2 separate regions of the Bombyx mori genome follow, and region 2 is linked to region 1. A link is a contact called in public Hi-C data. All regions are on one chromosome and are shown on one strand. Each heading gives the region's core, a stretch centred on a gene start, on an enhancer-like site or on the middle of the called end of the contact. The rest is flanking DNA. Distances are from core to core; before and after follow the strand shown. Region 1 overlaps LOC101738783 (protein GDAP2 homolog). Region 2 overlaps LOC101738783 (protein GDAP2 homolog).

Region 1 (6,060 bases), core at 1,061-3,560:
AAGCGGTTTCGGAGGAGTATGGGAACGAACATTGTGACACGAGAATTTTATATATTAGATTTATATACGTGGAATGCGTAGAACGCTCGCGGTAACGTCATTAAGAATTAAAATTAGTTTGTGTCCCCAATCAATAGTATATTTATAAACGTAGGTACAAAGATATTTGAATTATTTCTGATACGTCACAGCTGGCTTTAATCCAAATCGGATTCGTTTGTTGGTTTATTATTATAATATTGTCTTACTGTATGAGGAAAGGTATAGGTATATGAACTTGTCGGAGCCACATCAAAACATCCACGTTGAGATGTGAGGTATGCCGTGATTGGTAACCTTGTACGATTTTTTTTATTGCTTAGATGAGTGGACGAGCTCACAGCCCACCTGGTCTTAAGTGGTTACTGCAGCCCATAGACATCTACAACGTAAATGCGTCACCCACCTTGAGATATATGTTCTAGGTCTCAAGTATAGTTACAACGGCTGCCCCACCCTTCAAACCGAAACGCATTACTGCTTCACGGCAGAAATAGGCAGGACGGTGGTACCTAACCGCGCGGACTCACAACAGGTCCTACCACCAGTAATTACGCAAATAATAATTTTGCGGGTTTGATTACAAAAATGTTACAAAAATGTCGCATAAAACAAACAGCCTTTCAGCTGTCGATGAATAAAAGGAAACTACTTCAAATTATATAATATGTATAAACAACAACAATAATTATCACGTAAATATATTTTTCTTAAAGATATGAAAGACTGCTGCGGCGTGCCAAGTCCGAAGACCTGAGCGAGGTATCTGGGATCGGATGTCTATATCAGAGCGGCGTGGATCGACTGGGTCGGCCCGTGGTCGTCTTCATCGGGAAATGGTTCCCCATTGGGGACATAGACTTGGAAAAGGTAAGCTCTTAGAAACTAAACTGACCTAGCTAAAGAATAGACTAGAGTAAGGCTTGGAAAAGGTAAGCTGTTAGAACATAAACTGACTTAGTAAAAGAATAGACTAGAGCAAGGATGAGCTAGACGCGGCCCGCGTTTCTATGCATTTCTAAAATTGAATTTATTTAACCGATTTTTCCCATCAATTCGTTTTTCTGTTCTTTTCTTGTTTGTTTTTAATAGAAAAATATAGTTTCGTAAATTATTAAAAAGAGTTAACCTATGTGAGATTTAAACAAACACATAAACAAACAAACAAAAACAATAATTTTATAACTTAGCTCTAATATCCTGACTGGTGTTGACAGTGTTATAAAAATATGAAATTAAATTTCAACTGCGTTTTAACGTTTATTTTAGCGTGTCTTTTTTAATTTTTTAAACTACATACATTACGGCTCAGTCTTGCGTTTATAATTTTTTATTTTCTTGTTACCGACATTTAAAATACCCTAATTAGTGTTATCTGCGATCCTCTTGTCGTGAAGCTGTAAAGCCCAGTCAAATAAACTGTGAAACCTCAAGATACTTTTAGTATTTCTGTGTGCGAAGAAATGAAATATAAAAAATATGTGTATACAGATAAAATAGACTGTAGTAACACAATATTCGAATGTCGATAAATACGATACCTTAGATGTCTACCTACGCCGACGAAAATTGTAAACTATTCGCAACGTTCTAAATAATAAAATGAAAATGATAAATGTGAGATTAAACCGTAAAATCAGTTTCATTGTCTGGTGTAAACTCCTAGTGGTGTGGCAACATTTTCAACCAAAGTAGACAAATATACATAACACACAATTGAAATTTAAGAGTATTCAAAGAGCCATTTTCTTTAAGCGTATTATATTTTTAAAGGCTTGTGTTTCAAAAATGTTTACTCGTCTCTTACAAAGCGAGATAATAAGTAATATTCCGTGCCTAAACTAAACTTTTCTCTGAAGAGCCGTAGCCGAGGAGTTTAACCCATAGAGACAGCCCATTGAGTTCCTTGCCGGATCTTCTCAGTGGGTCGCGTTTGTGATACGGGGGTAGATTGGAGCACTACTCTTGCTAAGGTTAATGTTAGCAACTTCATTAGATTTCAGCCCCGTGAGCTCACTTACTTGTTAGGGTTATGCTGAAATAGCCCCTCAAGTTCATCAGCTTAGATAGGAAAAAAAGGGGTTAAAGAGCCGGGCCTTCCCGACCTTTGGCCTAAACTAACAAAGCATATATTTCAGACCGCAGGTACTCGGTCCTTTGAGCGCAAAATGTTGATTGTTGGTTAATTTTTTTTCAGGCACTCCTATACCTGATCAAACTCCTGGATCCGATCGTGCGCGGTGACTACGTGATCGCGTACTTCCACACGTTGGCCTCGTCGGCGAACCATCCGCCCTTTTCGTGGCTCAAGGAGGTGTACACGGTGCTGCCTTACAAGTACGTTGATTCTAATAGCCCTCTCTGCACTTGGTTGACGAACAGTCTTCCTATTAACGCTAGTTTCTAAATTGTTTTGAAAAAAAAACAGAATTGTTTAAATAAATCATCATCATAGCCGGTTACTCTTGACAGAGCTGTCAGAACTGTTTGATAAGTTCACCGAATGTTCATAGACAGTGAGAACGAGCTCTGCTCCGGTCGTGAAGAGTGAGATTACGTGAATTGAATTAAAAACAATTCCTCGGGGCACCCTTCGACCACAACCCTGCCTATTTCTGCCGTGAAGCAGTAATGCGTTTCGGTTTGAAGGGTGGGGCAGCCGTTGTAACTATACTGAGACCTTAGAACTCATGTTTCAAAGAAACGAATCAGACAGTCCCGTATTTCGAAACTGCATAATGTAAAAATCCTAATGTTACGTTCACAGATACAAGAAGAATCTGAAAGCTTTCTACATTGTTCATCCTACGTTCTGGACTAAGGTGAGTTTCAAATTTAATATGAATATATATGAGGTCGTCAACGCAAAACCGGCTAAGCTAAGCTTACCATAGTTACTATGGAGCTATGAGGTTTAAGTTTCCATGAATTTTAATTTGAGTATGCAAAAAAACAATACCCGTCAAAATACCTAATGTTTACAAAGCCATCTGTTATCTATGGATGAAACTATGGATAGGCCGGTTTTGCACCCAAATTTATTATATTTTAAATAAATTCCATTATACATAATATAAGCTTGAATAAAAAAATATTTTGGGCTAGACCACTTTTTTTTCCTACCTAAGCTGATAGCCTTGAGAGACTATTTCAGCGTAACTTTAGCTAGTAGGTGAGCTCAGGGGGCACAAACCGGAGTGATGCTTCGCAGAATCTACCACCGGATCGGAAACGCAACCCACTGAGAAGATCCGGCGAGAAACTCAGTGGGTTGTGTTGGGGGTGGCTAGACCATTTTTGCGCTGACTGCCTAATATAACGGCGAAGGCGATAGGTCGGCGGCATCAGTAATGCTTTCCAGTGGGGGGTCAATGACGTAGATTCGAAGTCTCAACTGTTAACACTTCTCAATTGGTCATGAACGGTGGGTGTTTCCCGAGCGCTATGACATGTTGTACTTCAAACGAGGCTTGTGGAGTATTAGACGGTAGGCAGTGGCTTGGCTCGGACCCTGACATTGCTGACGTCAATGAGCGACGGTAACCACTCACCATCAGGTGGGCCGTATGCTCGTCTGCCTGCATATTAAAAAAAAAGAAGTGATTTTAATAAAAATAATTTGAGACAAGTGAACTAGTGGTCCCGTTTTGAGGTCCGATCTGCTTTGTTTATTCTCAAAAAATACGAAAGAGCCACTACAGTCCGTTCGGATATTATTGAATGGCCCACCTAGGTTTAAATGGTTACTGGACATGGCTAGTGGACCCCATAGATATTGACAACGTTTTTTTTTTTTTTTTTTTTTTTATTGCCTTTGTAGGCAGACGAGCATACGGCCCACCTGATGGTAAGTGGTCACCGTCGCTCATGGACGTCAGCAATGCCAGGGGCAGAGCCAAGCCGCTGCCTACCATAAAGGACTCTCCGCAAGCCTCGTTTGAAGAAGGACATGTCACAGCGCTCGGAAAACACCGTGGAGGGGAGTTCATTCCAAAGCCGGATGGTACGTGGCAAAAAAGATCTTTGGAAACGCACTGTCGATGAACGCAGCGGTTCCAGATAATATGGATGAACTCTGCTCCGATGGCGGGAGGTGCGATGATAAAAAGGAGATGAGGGAATCATCTCGAATAATTCCTCAGAGCATTCCCCATGGACCATGCGGTATAAAACACAGAGAGAACCGAAGTCCCTCCGTAGACCCAGAGGTTCCAAGCGATCCGCGAGAGCAGGACTATCGACCATCCGAACAGCCCGTTTCTGTATGGAGTCAAATGGAAGTAGCTGGTATTTGGGAGCCCCGGCCCAGAGGTGAGAGCAGTACTCCACGCGAGGTCGGACCTGCGCTTTATAAAGCGCAAGTCTCTGTCCAGGCGTGAAATACCGCTTCGCTCTGTTGAGAACTCCCAACATTTTAGAGGCCAATTTGGCTTTACCTTCCAAATGACTCCGAAACTGGACATCGCTCGAAATATCGACCCCCAGAATCCCGATACTCGCGGAAAGCTGCAGGGATACTCCTTGAAATTCCGGCGCCATGACAAAAGGGTCCTTCTTCGCAGTGAACGCGCAAACCTGTGTCTTCAATGGGTTGAACTGAACTGAATTCAGTTCACCCCACTTGGAGACCCGCCCCAGAGAGTTCTCCACTTCAGACACAAGTTTTAATCGCCTCTCGTGTACAACGCTTCGAGAGAGACTCTGATGGCCGATATATCGCGCATCCCCCGTGCTATCATCCGCACAGCAATGCATGCCATCAATAGATAGCATGTCATTGATATGCAGTATGAAAAGCGTGGGGGAGAGCACCGAACCTTGTGGAACACCAGCGTTGATGGTCATGGTATCGGAGCAGCAGCCGTCGACTACAACTGCGATGCTCCGTCCATCCAAAAAGCTAGCGATCCACTTGCAGAGTCCCTCAGGGATCCCGTATGCTGGAAGCTTCGATAGAAGTGCCCTATGCCAGACCCTGTCGAAGGCCTTCGCAATGTCAAGGCTCACAGCGAGAGCCTCGCCCTTGCTTTCCAAGGCTTCAGCCCATTTATGTGTGAGGTATACAAGAAGATCGCCAGCTGAGCGACCATGACGGAAACCGTACTGCCGGTCACTGATCAGCTGGCAATCCTCAAGATACTTAAGAAGTTGGATGTTTATGATTCGCTCCATCACCTTGGAAAGCAAGGAAGTTATCGCGATAGGTCTGTAATTCGAGGGGTCCGACCGGTCACCCTTCTTGGGGATAGGGTGGACATGAGCAGTCTTCCATGAAGACGGAACCCTGTTGGTATTGTACGAGAGGCGATATAGACGCGTTAGCGCGGGTGTCAATTCAGGGGCGCATGTTTTTAGAACCACTGCGGGGATGCAATCTGGCCCACTCGACTTATGGACATCAAGAAACCGAAGCTCCTGCCTGACCGCACGCTGTGTGATGCGAATCTCAGGCATGGAGCTGTCACACCGGGAGATGTTGGGCGGTGTGGCTCCCCCGTCATCCAAAGTCGAGTATGAGGCAAAGAGCTTGACCAGAAGGTCAGCCTTCTCCTTCGCACTATGAGCCAGACTGTCATTGGACTTACGCAGTGGTGGAAGGCTAGACCTGCAGAAGTTACCTTCTGCAGCCTTAGCTAGCGACCAGAAAGCACGGCTCCCAGAGGGATAGCTATTCAGTCGCTCGCCAATTCTGGCAACGTGCTCCGACTTCGCCTTGGCAATAGCCCTCTTATAGGACCTAGAGGCGGCGTTAAATTTCCGCCTTTTCTCCGAGATATCAGGATCCCGGCATCTCCTAGCAACATTAAATGCCACGTATGCAGACCGCTTGAGGCGTGCAGCATCCCTACTGGCTTTATTATACCAGGGTTTGCTGCGACCCCCAACGGGCACCTCAGAAGAAGGAATGAATAATTCCATTCCCTGAAGCACCACGTCTTTAAGTCGGTCCGCACAGATGTCAGGATCATCGGAGGAAAAGCAGAGCCGCCCCCATGGGTAGGATGCGTAAAATTCACGCAT
Region 2 (5,576 bases), core at 9-2,508, 59 kb before region 1:
ATAGGTAGATTATACTCGTTTTTTTCCTACCTATTCGCTGGTAGCCTAAGGAGCTACTCCAGCTACGTACGGATGGACAGGTGAGCTCACGGGCTCAACCTAAAATAATTTGCTAACACTAGCCCTAGCAAGAGCAGTGCTTCACAGAATCTACCGCCGGATTGGAATCGCGACCCACTGAGAAGATCCGGCAAGAAACTTAGTGGGCTTGTGTCTATAGAGAGTTCACTTTTGCTTGTTACCTGTGTAACCTTCCTTTATTATTTGACAGGTTAATTTAACAAACATCGCGGTCAGAATTACGCCAAAATTAAAAGTACTATTTATTAAATCCAAAATTTTGAGTTTTTCATGGTTTCCATGGTCGCGGACGATCAAGAGGTTATTGATATTTGAATATTATGCGCTAAGGCCAACGTTAAGCTCTTACGATTGATGAACTTTATTCATCATTTTTATGTATAATTTATAAGATAAGACGCCGGGTGTGTTTGGATCAAGCGAAGTCACAATGCCGATGTTCGTGTTAGGCGGACAAGCAAGGTGTATTCGCGCTCGAGCAGCTGTTAGCAAAATCCCATCCCTCCTGGCTGAGTCTTTGCTCGCCCACCTTTTCTTTTCTTTTTTATTGCATAGATGGGTGGACGAGCTCACAGCCCACCTGGTGTTAAGTGGTTACTGGAGCCCATAGACATCTACAACGTAAATGCGCCACTCACCTTGAGATATAAGTTCTAAGGTCTCAAGTATAGTTACAATGGCTGCCCCACCCTTCAAACCGAAACGCATTACTGCTTCACGGCAGAAATAGACAGGGTGGTGTTACCTACCCGTGCGGACTCACAAGAGGTCCTACCACCAGTGATTACGCAAATTATATTATAATTTTTGCGGGCTTGATTTTTATTACACGATGTTATTCCTTCACCGTGGAAGTAAATAATGAAGATTTGTTGATTACGTATAATATTTCATTAGAAAAATTGGTACCCGCCTGGGATTCGAACATCGGTGCAACGCTCAACACGAATGCACCGGACGTCTTATCCTTTAGGCCACGACGACTTCAAAACTGGAAATCCAATTATATTTCTCCGTTTAATGATGCGTTTTTTTATTTATTTCATCCTCGTGTAAATTAATACTTTAATATTTCCAGATAGTTCGGTGTGCGGGATGCGCGCGCCGGGCGAGTGCTGGTCGGTGCCGCGCTGGTCGCAGACGGTGGCCCCTCCCCCCGCCGACTACTCCAACTGCACCCCGCTGCACGCCCAGCCCGTGTTCCTGCACGACGACGCGATCAACGACCGCCTCGCGATATGGTCAGTAAAGTCCGATGCACACCAGCTTAACCGCCCTTTTGTTTTTTCCTACCTAAGCTGATAGCCTTGTGAGGCTATATCAGCGTCGCCTTAACTAGTAGGTGAGCTCACGCGGCTCAAACCTGATGACGTTGCTAACACGAACCCTAGTAAGAGCCGTGTTTTTCAGAATCTACCATCGGATCGGAAACGCGTCCCACTGAGAAGATCCGGCGAGAAACGCAGTGGGCTGTGTCTGAGGGTTAAACCGCCCAAAATCTGAGTGAGGAACGCAGTTCTTTTTATCGCTTGGACAGAAACTCTTATAGACACAGCCCACTGAGTTTCTCCCCGGAACTTCTCAGTGCGTCGCGTTTCCGATCCGCTGGTAGATACTGCGAAGCACTGCTCTTGCTAGGGTCAGTGTTAGCAACACTCCAGTTTGAGCCCCGTGAGCTCACCTACACACGTTAGGGTGAAGCTGAAATAGCCTCTCAAGGCTATCAGCATAGGTAGGAAAAAAAAGACAAACTCTTCTATGTCTCTTGTTAATGTTATCCACTCCCGCGATACTCTCACTGCACAATGACCTAAAGCAGATCATTACCTAATGCCGTTTTAGTGCAATGACTAATCCTTGAGGTGTAGTATGTAAATATGGTCACGGCCACATCGAAAATAGCCTGCAAGAACTGGATGAGTAGGAGCCCAGTGCCACGTCAACGGGAGGAACCATTGTCCACTTGGCATCGAGTTGGGGCTTTTGATGATAATGCCTTTTATGACTGTCTGCTATAAACTAGTCTAAGTTGTACCATTAATCGCTTAAAGAGTGATCAACTAATAAATCAGCCCTGATATATCACACATATTCTTTTGAATGACCATTCTGCCACGCAACGCCGAGTCGAACTCGAAGAAGTTCACTGTAAGATAACGTCTATAAAGTGAGACAGATTTCAATTCCTACCAGATTTTCTATGCATTAAAGGGTGCTGCAACTTTTTCTTCATCAACAATTCAGTTTCGAGTTTGTAATTTTTTTTATTGTTTAGATTGGTGGACGAGCGCAAAGCCCACCTGGTGTTAAGTGGTTACTGGAGCCCATAGACATCTACAACGTAAATGCGCTACCCACTTTGAAATATAAGTTCTAAGATCTCAGTATAGTTTTTTTTTTTACGCCTTTCCCCGCCCATAGCCTCGGCAGGACCTTATTATTCCATGTAACACATTCATACCATTTCTCGCTTGTATGCTTCTCGCACTGACATGCCTCATACTATTTCTTTCTTTCATCCATCACCTTACTTTCTTAGCCGGGTGGGACTCCCGCTACTTTGACTATCTTTTATTTTTATCTCTTGGGGGAATAATTTAACTACGTATATGACTGTTTATTGTAACCGTGGTGTTAGTACATTAATTTTTTGTTTAACAGCTTTACAACATTGTCCTCTCAGTATAGTTACAACGGCTGTCCCACCCTTCAAATCGAAACGCATTACTGCTTCACGGCAGAAATAGGCAGGGTGGTGGTACCTACCCGCGCGGGCTCACAAGAGGTCCTACTACCAGTAATAATACTACCACCAGTAATATTAACTTTACCACCAGTAAAAATAAAAGTACCTTTATTGTGATGGTCTAAATATATGCCCTTTCTCGTTTCCAGGCAAGGCGACATAACAAGCTTGAGAGTGGACGCAATTACCAACACCACGGACGAGACGCTGACGGAGAGCAATGAAGTCAGCGACCGCATCATGCAAGTGGCTGGTCCGGATCTGAAAGAAGAGATCATACTCCGGGCACATGGTATGCAATTTTTTTTATATTTTTTTTATTTCTTAGATGTCTCGACGAGCTTACAGCCCACCTGGTGTTAAGTGGTTATTGGAGCCCATAGACATCTACGACGCGAATGCGCCACCCACCTTGAGATATAAGTTCTAAGGTCTCAAGTATAGTTACAACGGCTGCCCCGCCCTTCGAACCGAAACGCATTACTGCTGCACGGCAGAAATAGGCAGGGTGGTGGTATCTACCCGTGTGGACTCACAAGAGGTCCTACCACCACTAAAATTATATAATGCGTGCTGATGGAAGTGTCTAGATACGTTAAATTCTTGAAAGGAGATCCAGCAGTGGATGTCTATGAGCCGATATGAGCCAGTCACGTATCCTAACTGGAGATGTGTGTTTCCAGAGTGCCGCACCGGCGAGGTGGTGGTGACGCCGGGGTTCGGTCTGCAGTGCCGGCACGTCATCCACACGGTCTGCCCGAAGTACGTGTTGAAGTACCACACCGCGGCCGAGAGCTCGCTGCACAACTGCTACAAGTACGTGCGATGTTCAATACTCAATGAAACTCCAAACTGTTTCTGAGCCCGTACTGATGATACGCTTGGGATTTTTTTTTTTTAAATAATCCTAAATTTTCATTACATTATTTAGAATGACTTGTATTTAATGTGAAACACCGCCACGTGCCGTCAAATTAACCAACAATAGTTTGCTTTAGGTGGTATGTTCTCGAAACCCACTCGCTATGGTATTTAAAAAGAACGGTAGACAGTGGCTTGGCTCTGCCCCTGGCATTGGTGAAGTCCATGGACGATGGTAACCACTCACCATCAGGTGGATCATATGCTCGTTTGTCTACAAGGAATGTGGGAATCCTGTGACCCTTAGCGTAACAGTCAGGGTCACTGACTATTGCACCACCGAGTCAGTTAAGTCTGTTGTGTTACGGCTGACAAGACCCCCTCCCCATGCTGGAATGTATCGCTATTCGGCGACAGAAACACACAGGGCGGCATTGCCTATCCGCACGAGCTCGGTTGACGGCCGCAGTGTATGTGTTACGGTTAATGTACACTCTTGGGAAATATACACTTTTACCGGTAAATGTTCACATTTGCCAACAATTTAGGTATATGTGAACTGAATTTAATGTATAAGTACATTTTTCGGCAAATGTGTACTCTTGCCTTCACGTTTTAGTAAATGTATACTCTTACCTTCATGTAATAAGAAAAATTGAAATAAAAATAAATTAATAATGTTGTTGCAGTAATAAAATATATATTTAAATAAACAAAATAAAAGGCTTTAATAACGAAAATTATTTTAATTAAAAAATGTAAATGACAAACAAAACATACTTTTCTTTGCATATTATATAATATTTCGTAGGTTAGGTTAGGTGAGGTTGTAGTGGTGCGCATGCGCACCACATTACTAGCACTTGCTATTTCGTATTTTGTATGCTATGCTCACATTTAAGAAAATGACATGTTTGTAAATTCAATGTACATTTCCCTTCTTTGAAATTATAAATGTTAGTTGAACGCACATTACCCAAACGAGGGGGCTAATGTGCACATTTACCGGAAAATGCGTACATTTGCCGCAATATCTACTTTTACCGTAACATAATTATGTCTTATATGTATAAATGGTGTGTTGTTGTATGTACATTTGCGTCGTCCGTTGTCCAGGAACGTGCTGCACGCGGCGGGCTCGCTGGGCGCGCGCTCGCTGGCGCTGTGCGTGCTCAACACGCAGCGCCGCAACTTCCCGCCGGACGTCGCCGCGCACGTCGCGCTACGTACGTACTACCACTGCACTACGCTTATAGTTCCCTCCTGATTCCGTGGAAGTTCATCGATATTTTTCTTTTTTTAAGGGATTTTATGACCTGGTAACTAAGATCAATTGTTTAATATCTGTGAAAGTGCACAAATGTAGGAAAATGAAACAAAGTCGCTGGACGTAACTTCTCGAGATCCTTCAAAAAGTCCAATGAAAAAATCTCAGAAAATGACCATCATTTTACTGAGATTATATTTCATCCCACATCATCTGATATCATTTAATTTCATCCCAGTTGATTAATGTCTCAAATTAATCATATTCATTTCATTTCACTCCATATTATCATTATTCATAAAAACAAAAAATAAAAATTCTAATAAGACATGACTTAAAGGTCTTAGTTACCAGGTCATAAAATCCATTTAAAAAAAAAACGGTTGTCTGTAATACTCTACTCTTACTCTATGTGCTAAAGTCGGTTTACTGACGATAGTTGAACGTGACAACGTCATAAGAAAATACTGATGGAATGGTTTTATTTTTCAAAAGAAAATTTTAATTTTATTTGTTTGATAGATATTTTGTATGGACAATTGACACCACATTTACTTTTCACTGAACTTCATACTTGACGAAAACATGTAAATGTATTATTGTATAGCAGCTGTCCACGCG

Evidence for each region. A called contact is a pair of places that touch in the nucleus more often than the background predicts.
Region 2: a Hi-C map of whole pupa shows a contact between it and region 1, with 7 times the contacts expected there. The contact joins two enhancer-like sites. A contact is called at or near these places in 2 of 7 Hi-C or Micro-C datasets (both in whole pupa).

The regions. Positions count from the first base shown.
Region 1 is chr9:1,491,756-1,497,815 of ASM3026992v2, reverse strand. It overlaps LOC101738783 (protein GDAP2 homolog), which reads left to right. Exons shown (of 12, transcript XM_062670001.1): 9 at 756-909; 10 at 2,237-2,376; 11 at 2,807-2,861. Among protein-coding and RNA genes, the nearest start is that of LOC101738647, 13 kb to the right of the region's middle. Within about 2 kb of position 2,310, at least 3 of the 8 cell types and tissues checked have open chromatin away from gene starts, as enhancers often do.
Region 2 is chr9:1,549,958-1,555,533 of ASM3026992v2, reverse strand. It overlaps LOC101738783 (protein GDAP2 homolog), which reads left to right. Exons shown (of 12, transcript XM_062670001.1): 3 at 1,160-1,322; 4 at 2,977-3,119; 5 at 3,511-3,643; 6 at 4,805-4,914. The coding sequence starts at 1,177. Among protein-coding and RNA genes, the nearest start is that of LOC101738783, 45 kb to the left of the region's middle. Within about 2 kb of position 1,258, at least 3 of the 8 cell types and tissues checked have open chromatin away from gene starts, as enhancers often do.